2 separate regions of the Mus musculus genome follow, and region 1 is linked to region 2. Evidence: chromatin contacts called from public Micro-C data. All regions are on one chromosome and are shown on one strand. The core of a region is the stretch at or near the end of the contact, and the rest is flanking DNA. Distances in the headings are between cores, read along the strand shown.

Region 1 (4,989 bases), core at 384-2,883, 550 kb after region 2:
CATCTCACCAGCCCCAGAGTGCCATGTATTTCATTCTACCTTAAAACTTGGTTCTGTTTAGAGCAAAGATAATCAAAACATTTACCCTCTCTTCCTTCTCTTCCCTTCCATCTCAGACTTCAAGTACTGAGACTGTTGGTAATTGAAAGAAGTTTTTAGGTTTTTTGTTTGTTTTAAAACAAGGCCTCCATGTTGTCCTGTCTGTACTAGAACTCACTATGCAGACCAGGCTGGCTTTGAACTCAGAGAAATGTCTGCCTCTGCCTCCTGGGTACTGGGACAAAGGAATGCACCACCTCACCTGACCTAGTAGAGTTTTTAATTTAGTACAAAATACAAAATTGTATTTTTGACTCCTGTTTCCTATTCATGTCTTGTCACAACTTAATGTTCTTGTAAAAGGACATTTTAAGTATTTTTCCTTTTTAAGTGTTTTTCCTCTATATATTTTAAGGCTACCATGCATACTATTTTTCATAGTGTATATGCGTGTAGGAAAAAATTGTTTTCCTTTCTTTACTTTTTTTTTTTTACTTTTTTTTTTTTTTTTTTTTTGAGGGGGAAGGACTAGGGTCTTGTTGTGTAGCCTAGGCTGGCCTCCAGCTCCCAACAGTCCTGCCACCACACCTGGCTTGGTACTTAGTTTTTGATTACCTGTGTATCTCTATCCCATTACCATTTGTGGTTGTTAGCAATTGAGCCCAGGGATTTGACTTGCTAAGTAAGTGTTGTACCACTGATATCTACCCTAGCCTGGCTTCCTCTATTGATTCAACAAAGGGTCATTTGCTTTTGTTGTTTTTGTTTTTTGAGACAGGTCTTTTTGGGTGCAATTTTTTAAAAATCAAACTTCTGCCTTTCCAGGAGCTCTGCCTGCCACTCTCCAGGCTAGGCTCTGTGATCAGTCACCACTGGTCTCACTCAGCTCCAGCAAGGGCCAGCTGGCCGTTTTTTAAAACTAGCTCCCTCCATCTTCCTTGGCCCCTACTCATTGTGTAGGCGGAGACTGCAAACTCTAGGGGCCCCAAGACCTACATGTCTGTAGCTTCCCCCTTGCTCCAAAGCCTGGTCTGAATCCTTTTTCTCTGTGTCCCTTCTCTTCCTCCTAGGACCTGGAAATCCCACCTTTTTTTCCCTTCATTCAGCAAGTGACTTTTCCCTCCTTTATTGACACAATCAAGAACCAATTAGGGAATCAACCCCTTCCACTACAGGTCTTGCTATATATAGCTCAGTGGCCTCAAACTCACAGTTCCTCTGCTACTGCTTCCCTAGGGCTGGAATTGCATGTGTCAATACACTTGGTTTACAAAGGGCAATTTATGATCACATAAGTCTTTTATTCTTACCTTTACCTGTTTACAACATGGAAATAACATATTCTACTCTGGGGTTTCTTATTACTCATTAATGATCTGGACCCAAAATTTAATAGTTAATAAAATGAAGAAAGTCATTCCCCCAATGAACTGTCAGTAAGTCATTTTCACCAGTTATTTCATCAGTAAACACTGAATTGCATTGATTTCTAAAACAGCATTTGAGGAACATTATGAGGAGAAAGGGCTCAGCAATTAAAAGAATATGTTTCTTCAGAAGATCCAAGTTAGGCTTTTAGCACCTGTAACTCCAGCTCTAGGGCATCTGCTGCCCTCTTCAGGCCTCCTTGGGTATCCCGTCCCCTGCCTGGGACATACATAGAATAGTTCAGATTGTTCAAGTAATCATGCTAAATTTACATGAGAGGAAGGGTGATTACAGTAACATTTATTTTAGAAAAATGCTTTAATTTTAATGAAAAGTTAGTGCTACCATTGCCTCCATGGTGATGATGGTGTCTCTTCTGTGTAACTGATGAAGTAATCTTAATGGCTGTAAAAGTGACATTTAACAGAGTGGTGTGAGATTTGAAAGATGGGTAATGAAAAATGTTTGATTGGCTAAAGATGAGTTTGTTTAGATTTAGAAAGAAGGTAAAACTGACTTAATACATTGTTAGGGGAAAAAAGAATACTATTTAATTAGGAGTTTAAGGCAGGGAAAGAAGGAATGCACCATTATTGTTGTTTTCCAATTCATATGTTAAAAAAAGCAAATAGAGTTAGTCTGACAGAAATTTTAGTTCAGTTGAATCTATGAATATTTCTGGGATTATTTTTATTTTGAATGTGTCATGTGTTGGGGGGGGTTTACAAGTGAATCTTGGGCATGACTCAGTGTTTAAGAGCACTGCCTCTTTTTCCACAGGACATGGATTTGATTCCTAGTACCTACAATGGTGACTCACAACCATCTGTATGTAGCTCCAGCTTTTGACTTCCATAGTCACCAGGCATGTAGTGATGCACATATACATGCAGACAAAACATTCATACACATAAAATAAATAAATGATTCTTTAAAATTTTTTTAAAATAAAAGAAAAGCTAATCTTATCTTGATAGTTATAAAGAACTAGGAGAGTCAGGTTACAGCCTCCATGACTTTGAAATTCACTTTTTAGTAACTGGGAACAGAAATGGTTGACTCTCTTGTCCTGCCTTGGAACAATCAGAGAGCATTAGTGCCATCATGAGGAAATTGAAGTGTAGAGAAAAATTTACATGAGGCTCAAACTGGAACAAGAGCTTAAGAATTCACTTTTGTACAGAATAGTAAGGTGATGAAAAGAAATTTCTCATCTGGGTATTATATCCTGAATCATAAATTCATGATTGATAGGCAGGAAAATTGCTGTAGCAGTAAAAGGTGCACAAGTTTTTGTTTCTGTGAAGTTGCACGTACAATGCTTTTTGCAAAGCATGAATTAATAGTTGTTAATATTTGCTGTGATGCCTAATAAATAATTCCGAGCTACCCAACAGCTTTCAATATATTATCTCAGTTAATTTTAAAATAGCTTTATGAGAGGGTAGGTATTTGCCATGATAAAAAGTACTAAGCTGTAATACTATATTCTTAGGAACAATGACTTGATTTTCAAATTCAGATTTGTCTGACTCTTAGGTTCAACCTGAAGCATTGTGTACCCATGGCTGCCTTTTGTAAATGAACTACCATTTTTAAGAGAAAATGGGGTGTGAGAAACTCCATCTAAAGCTTAATCACTCTGTAGATCACTTTAAAACCATGAACAGTTTGAGTTACCAGTTTAGTATTATAAATTCCCAACAATTGGAACTTAAGTAGTGATTACTCACTCCCTCTAAAAATTATTAGCATCTAGCCTTAACCTTTTATTTTATTTTTAAACAGAAACATTGTTCCCTTCATCTTGAGAGATTACAAGAATCACAAAAGGTCACTATACAGATATCACAGGTTAGAGAGATTGTACCCTTTTCTGAATAAAGAGCATAAATTCCATGGTACAGGCCTTATGTGGAAGATCGGTTGGAATTGATTTTTATATGAATGAAATCACACTCTAAAACCCTTGAGTTGGTAACAAGTTACAGGAGTGTTATCATTAACTTCCTGTGCTTACATTTAGAATGAACGAAACACTTAGCTATGCAGTCTTTAATGACTTACTTTTTGGAACAGTTTCTAATGTTAGAAAGGTTTCTTTCTTTGTGTAGTGAAGTTACTTAGGAGAAAGAGCAGGATTTCTGCAACATCTAAATCTGAAGTCAGTTGCTACCAAATCAGTAAAATAGAAAGTTAATGTGAGCACAGACATTAGGAAGTCAAGGGCTCTTTTCTTTTCTTAGAAAGACAGTTCATGTTTCAGAATTTATCTTTAAAGTCTGAACTTAAATTAACCGGATGGCTTTCTACATGTTGATTCTATAATTTGATACTAATTGGCTCTTGAATTCAAACTGAAAGAAGATCCAAGCGCTGTGCTATTTGTTCCCGTGATAAAAAGTGTTTATTGGGTATTGTAAGCACACAGAAATAATTGAACTGTCCCTGCAGATTTGAATAGCTCTATTAGAAGCACATTAGGTATCTTGACTAATAAGTACAGCCATGGGATTCAGGAAGCTTCAAATGTAGAGAAAAGTTTATGCTCAATATACTATGTTTCTTAATTGTTTGGTATTTTTGTGTGTGAAAATCACCCCGAGTTACTTGCTGACCCTCACCCCAAGTGTGAAAGTGAAAGATGATGACTAAAGTAGTTAGTAATGAGGCTGCAGTTTCTTTCTAGGTTGATGTTAATATATTAGGTGCTTGTCTGAGTTTGTTCCTTGGAATTTTCTTATAGTTTAGTTCTTAAGCTTTCAGAGAAATTGTACAGACCTCTGGATTTGAAGAATTTTAAAAGGTTTAATGATAAAATTTCTGAAACCTTAACACCCCTGTCCTTCACTTGAATTTTGAACATTTTTGTGTTTCTATTTGTGTTTATCATACCATATTTCATTATATCACAGTTCATATTTTGATGCAAAAGCACTATAATAAAAATTATTCTTTAGAGTTTTCAGCCATTGGGCTTACTTTGTATGTGTTTAATATGGTATTGTTATCTACTTTGTAAAGATTGAAAGGGGTTTATCTTTTTTTCTGGTATAGTGTTTTATTTCGTTTTACTTATCATACACAGATACAAAGAACAAAATGAGGGTAGAGGAAAAAAAGCAGATGAGGAAGTCTAGGTAGATAATTCTTGTAATTCTGTATGTAGCAGAGAAGATTTAGGAATTAAATATAGACAGATAATATGAACCTGTGTGTTTATCTTTGAGGTACAGGTTATAGAATTAACTGTGTTCTTTAAATACACCAATGTAATTTATCAACTGGCTTTTTTCTCCTCTAGTTCTATAGAAAATGTTCTCAAAACACTGGTGAAAAGCTGCCGACCGTAAGTAGCACTCAATTTATAAAGCCTCTTGTTTTACCTGTAGCCTTCCCCCATCTTTAGTGTTCTTTGAAGATGAAATTAATTGTATAAGTAGTTCCTGATATTGTAGTGCTAGGCATTGAGCCCAACAGTGTTCCCAGTTCGTAACTGAATTTTTACTTCAATATTAATTA
Region 2 (4,433 bases), core at 867-3,366:
GCAGAGATGGTTAGTGCATGGCTCTCCCTCGTCCACACCTCCAGAGTAAACTCTCCAGCACTGCTCTGACTAGGGCACTCAACGTTGCCATCAGCAGGATGCAGGGGCAACCTTCCTGCTATCACGTCCTCGAGGATGGCTCACCCACACCCATGCCTCCAGTGTCAGCTCCACTGTGCTGCTCTGTCCATTGCTGTAGCCTGTGAGGGGCTGGACCAGCTCTCCTGCTCTCACATCCTGGGGTTGGCTCATCTTGCCTTTGCTGTATTGCCTGGGCAAGTGTATAGGGAAGCTCTCCTGAATTGTATAGTCAATAGAGGAGCAGAGATTGCTTTTCTACTCTCATGCCCTCAGGGCCAACTCTCCCAACTACAGAAGGTGACAAGGGGTAAGCAATAGGGTATCACCCCCATACCCATGCCACCCCATGGCTGGGCCAGGGCCAGCTCTTCTGACTGCTGCAGGTGGTGTAGGGTGAGGGGGGCTAAATTATACAACTATAATAATAATAAGTATTATAATAGGCCAAAGAACATCCTGAGGACTTTACATGTATTTTTTGTACTTTATCTGTTATTAGGCTTGTTTTAAGATGTGGAAACACCAAGACACCAAGATCAGACAACTTGTTGAAACTAGGATGTCCACACAACATAGTTTGTCTAAGACAGTCTTAGTTTACCTGTTCTGGTCCAGTGTTCCCCATGTTAGTTATTCAGCTGGTTACACAGTTACTACTAAAGGCCTTACCACAAAGCAGAGTGGCCAGTGTGGCTTCAGTAAGAATACAGCTGCTGTGATACACTCCTCTAATACTGTAATTCTCTAATATTTGCTGTCCACTGAGCAAGGTGGGTTACAAGGGGTACAGGGTCCACTCTGTCTTCACTAGCACATCCTATATGTTAAACTGATCCCAATTAGTGGCAGCTCTCAAGAGTCCTACTTCTCAGGGCTGCCTTCTTATCTCCTTTGGACAGAGGCAATTCCCCCATCAGTCTCCACTCAAACACAGAGCTGAAAAGTAATAAACACCCCCATTATATCAACATAAAACTTAACTAGCCACTTTCCTAATATGGAATGACCTTCATCTCCCTTCAGCCTGGCCTGGAAAGCCAGTCCAGAGTTATCTGTTACTGTCTGTAAGATAAAAGCATCATATGCTGCTTGTGCTTTAACTTTCAGATATAACGGGCTCTCCTCCCCCGCCCCGATGTGCGTGCGTGTGTGTGTGTGTGTGTGTGTGTACACACGCACGCGGGCATGTGCGTTACATGTGTGTGTATATTATACACATACACGTGGGCTGCCAGGGAAGTGCTGGGAATGAACTCGGCTTCCTCTGGAAGAGCAATCAGTGCTTTCAATTGCTCAGCCATTTGTCCATGCCATTCTCTTGGGCTTCTCTTGCCTTTGGTATTGTTTTGGCACAGTTAGTAATGCTTAACCATTAACACTGACTTAATGGCATGGAAGCAGAAGACATGAGCACACTTAGGAGGCTCACCCCATCTATTTAATTTTAAAACGTAACACAAGTGGCCCTAACAAGTCGAGGGACATGCCTATCAGAGCCAGCACTGTAGCAGTCATAGGACACTAACTTTTTTTTATTGGATATTTTCTTTATTTACATTTCAAATGTTAACCCTATTCCTAGTTTCCCCTCCAAAAATCTCATCCCCTATCCCCTCCCCACATCCCCTGCTCACCAACCCACCCACTCCTGCTTCCTGGCCCTGGCATTCTGCTACACTGGGGCATAGAGCCTTCACAGGACCAAGGGCCTCTCCTCCCATTGATGAAGGACATTGACTTGTAGCCCTTACACTGTGTTAGGCTATGAGACTTCAGCTGCCTTGAGCTTTTCTCCTTGATACAATGGCATGGGCAGATTAACATCTACAGGATGATGCCTACCCCTTGAATTTCCACTTCTATGTCTTCCCTACAATTCTTTTTTGACCTTGATCTGCAGCTTGCACTGAGAAAAATGCTAGTCTTCCACAGAACGTCCTAACAGTTAATATTCCAGCTGATCCATAGGACAGTCATGAAGAAACCTCATCCCAAGGTCTTAAAAGTGAGGAAATAACTCTCCATCAACATGCCTACATTAGTCATGCTGATGATGCCAACACCACAGGGTGAAGGTGCCAAAGCAGGAGACCTATGAGTCTGAGGATAGCTTGTGTTACACATAAGTCCCTGAAACAAAAGTCAAACAAGCTGGGCTGGAAAAGTGGCTCCATCAGCAAAGTGCTTGAAGTACAGGCATGAAGGCCTGAATTCAATCCCCAGCACCTCTATAAAGAGTGCAGTGCAGCAGCCTGTGTGCCATTATTACTGTGCGAGGAGAACAGCATGAGGATCCCAGAAGCTGTTCCTTGCCAGTTAGCCTAGCCAGTCAGTGAGCTCCAGGTTCAATATGAGACCCTACCTAAAAAATTAAAGTGGACAGTCTATTAAGAAAGACACCTAAGGTCGACTTCTGGTCTCCAAATGCATACATACACAGACACACAGAGACAGATAGACAGACAGACAGACAGACACATGCACACACACACACAGCAGCAGACACAATTTTTTCACTGAACAAAATTCTACCCCCCCCCTCCCCTGGAAAACATGATTCTGACCAGTTCTGTAGCAAAAAAAAGAGTGTTCTCACGTGTTTCCTTCACTTGTAAACTTTAGCCTAGGTCAGGTAAAACATGTTCTTTAATGCTGGATTTTGTGGAGTGTCACATTTTTCCTGCAATACTAAAATCAACAAAAAGGACAAGACTAGGAACTGTGGCTCTCAAGGTTTCCTCTGCTGCCTTTGAAGATGAGATATTCACACTTCCATGGAAAACGGAAGAAAAAAATTTGGAAGAAAGGTGAGTTAACTGGGAGAGCTAAAGATGTTCTTGTGGTCAAGAAACAGCAATTGCCCACCCTCCGTCTCTACTCTCAAGGGAAAAAAACAAAGCAAAACACCTGAATTCTCAGTCTAGATTGTATATAATTTCTAGCAGATATTGAATTTATGGTTAGAAGGAAAGGGGGGAGGGGTGGCACAAGGTCAAAGGTCTACAGAGTTGGTGATTACTTGGTTTTGCTCAGGCAAATTTACAAATCAGGCAGAACTACTTATAAATATAATTTTATTACGTGAGGTTTATAGCCACATAGTGAAAACTCCCACTGAGATTTCTTATTTATACAAACATAAAATCCAAAACTTCTTGGTGGAGAAATAACTTCTTGACAATTTTAAGTTGTATTCCCAGCTAATCAGCACCCTCATTTTAAAATTTCTAGAAAAGTTGTTACAAAGTCAGAGAGAACAAAAAAAAAAAAAAAAAAAAGAAGAAGCATTTAAATTATGTGTTGGGCTAAGTGTTAAATCCAATTCTCCTAGTATAATCATGGTCGTCATGATTTTGTTTACCTTTTTCCTGACAATGGTAAGTTTAGAACAGAAATACCATCAAATGGGGGGCTATACAGACATAACCAATTATGACTAAGTTTTCATTAACATGGGGACTGGGGAATGGCTCAGTTGGTAAAGTACTTGCCATGCCTGCATGAGGACCTTGAATTCAGATCCCTGACACCCACCTAAGAGGCAGGCATGGACGTTTGCATTTATAATTTCAGGGCTAGGGATCCTTGGGCCTGCTGACCAGCTGGCCTAGCTATATCAGTGAGCTCCGAAAAGAATAAGGAACAGTTTAGGAAGAAACCTAACATCAGCCTCTGGCCTCTACAAGCACATACACACATGTGCATCTGTATCTGCACACACATGAATATGTACTGACCCATATTTGCCTTCCCACAATTTAATAACCCTGTCTAGAGTCTATTTTGTAATAGAACAAATTAGTCTCTTCAAACAGTCAACTGTTCTAACAGCAAAACCAAAGTTTCTTCCCAAGGCAAGTAATATTAAAATATATTTCTAATACTTGTGCTTTATATGAGAAGAGACTATTGTATATATTTTATAAACTTAATGCCTAGGATAGGCTATGGTAAAATAACCAATAATTCCAATGTCAGGTAAGTTTAGGAAACATTGTATGTGACTCTTCCTGTTAAAATGCAACAGTCTCTGTAAAGTCCTTCATTCAAGAAACATTACATTTTATTCAGCCCACACTCACAATTATTTTCTAATGAAATAGCCTTTTTATATATGAGAATGTTAACATACTGAAAAGCTAGTGTTTCAAGGAACGTAATGGGAAATGCTCAGTTACATCGTATTATTGACACATCTTGTTAGCAGTTTCTAAAGCACACATATATCCAGTTTCTTTAGGTTTATTGCTGCCTGCTCTCCTTGAAGGGCTGGGTTCATGCCTTGTTTTGACCAAGTAGTCTAACTTTGTACATCTGTCAGCAAGAGTTGCTGACTGAGAATACAGATAACA

The links. Hi-C and Micro-C count contacts between places; a contact is called where the count stands out from the background.
Region 1: a contact with region 2 is called in a Micro-C map of granulosa cells, with 2.0 times the contacts expected there. The contact joins two enhancer-like sites. A contact is called at or near these places in 1 of 39 promoter capture datasets (the C10 cell line), 5 of 15 datasets of contacts at CTCF or cohesin (CD8 T cells, embryonic stem cells, large pre-B cells and 2 more), 62 of 484 Hi-C or Micro-C datasets (the AML12 cell line, B cells, the C10 cell line and 33 more), 3 of 115 datasets of contacts at active chromatin or transcription factors (astrocytes, embryonic stem cells and large pre-B cells) and 1 of 9 other capture datasets (embryonic stem cells).

What each region holds. Positions count from the first base shown.
Region 1 is chr11:30,798,043-30,803,031 of GRCm38.p6, forward strand. It overlaps Psme4 (proteasome (prosome, macropain) activator subunit 4), which reads left to right. Exons shown (of 47, transcript NM_134013.3): 4 at 4,772-4,816. Among named protein-coding and RNA genes, the nearest start is that of Psme4, 29 kb to the left of the region's middle. Within about 2 kb of position 1,634, at least 10 of the 459 cell types and tissues checked have an H3K27ac peak or open chromatin away from gene starts, as enhancers often do. A contact at or near this core is called in the HL-1 cell line, granulosa cells and pancreatic cancer cells, where this site is marked.
Region 2 is chr11:30,245,170-30,249,602 of GRCm38.p6, forward strand. It overlaps a transcript of Sptbn1 not described here. Among named protein-coding and RNA genes, the nearest start is that of Gm8098, 20 kb to the right of the region's middle. Within about 2 kb of position 2,117, at least 21 of the 459 cell types and tissues checked have an H3K27ac peak or open chromatin away from gene starts, as enhancers often do. A contact at or near this core is called in the HL-1 cell line, granulosa cells and pancreatic cancer cells, where this site is marked.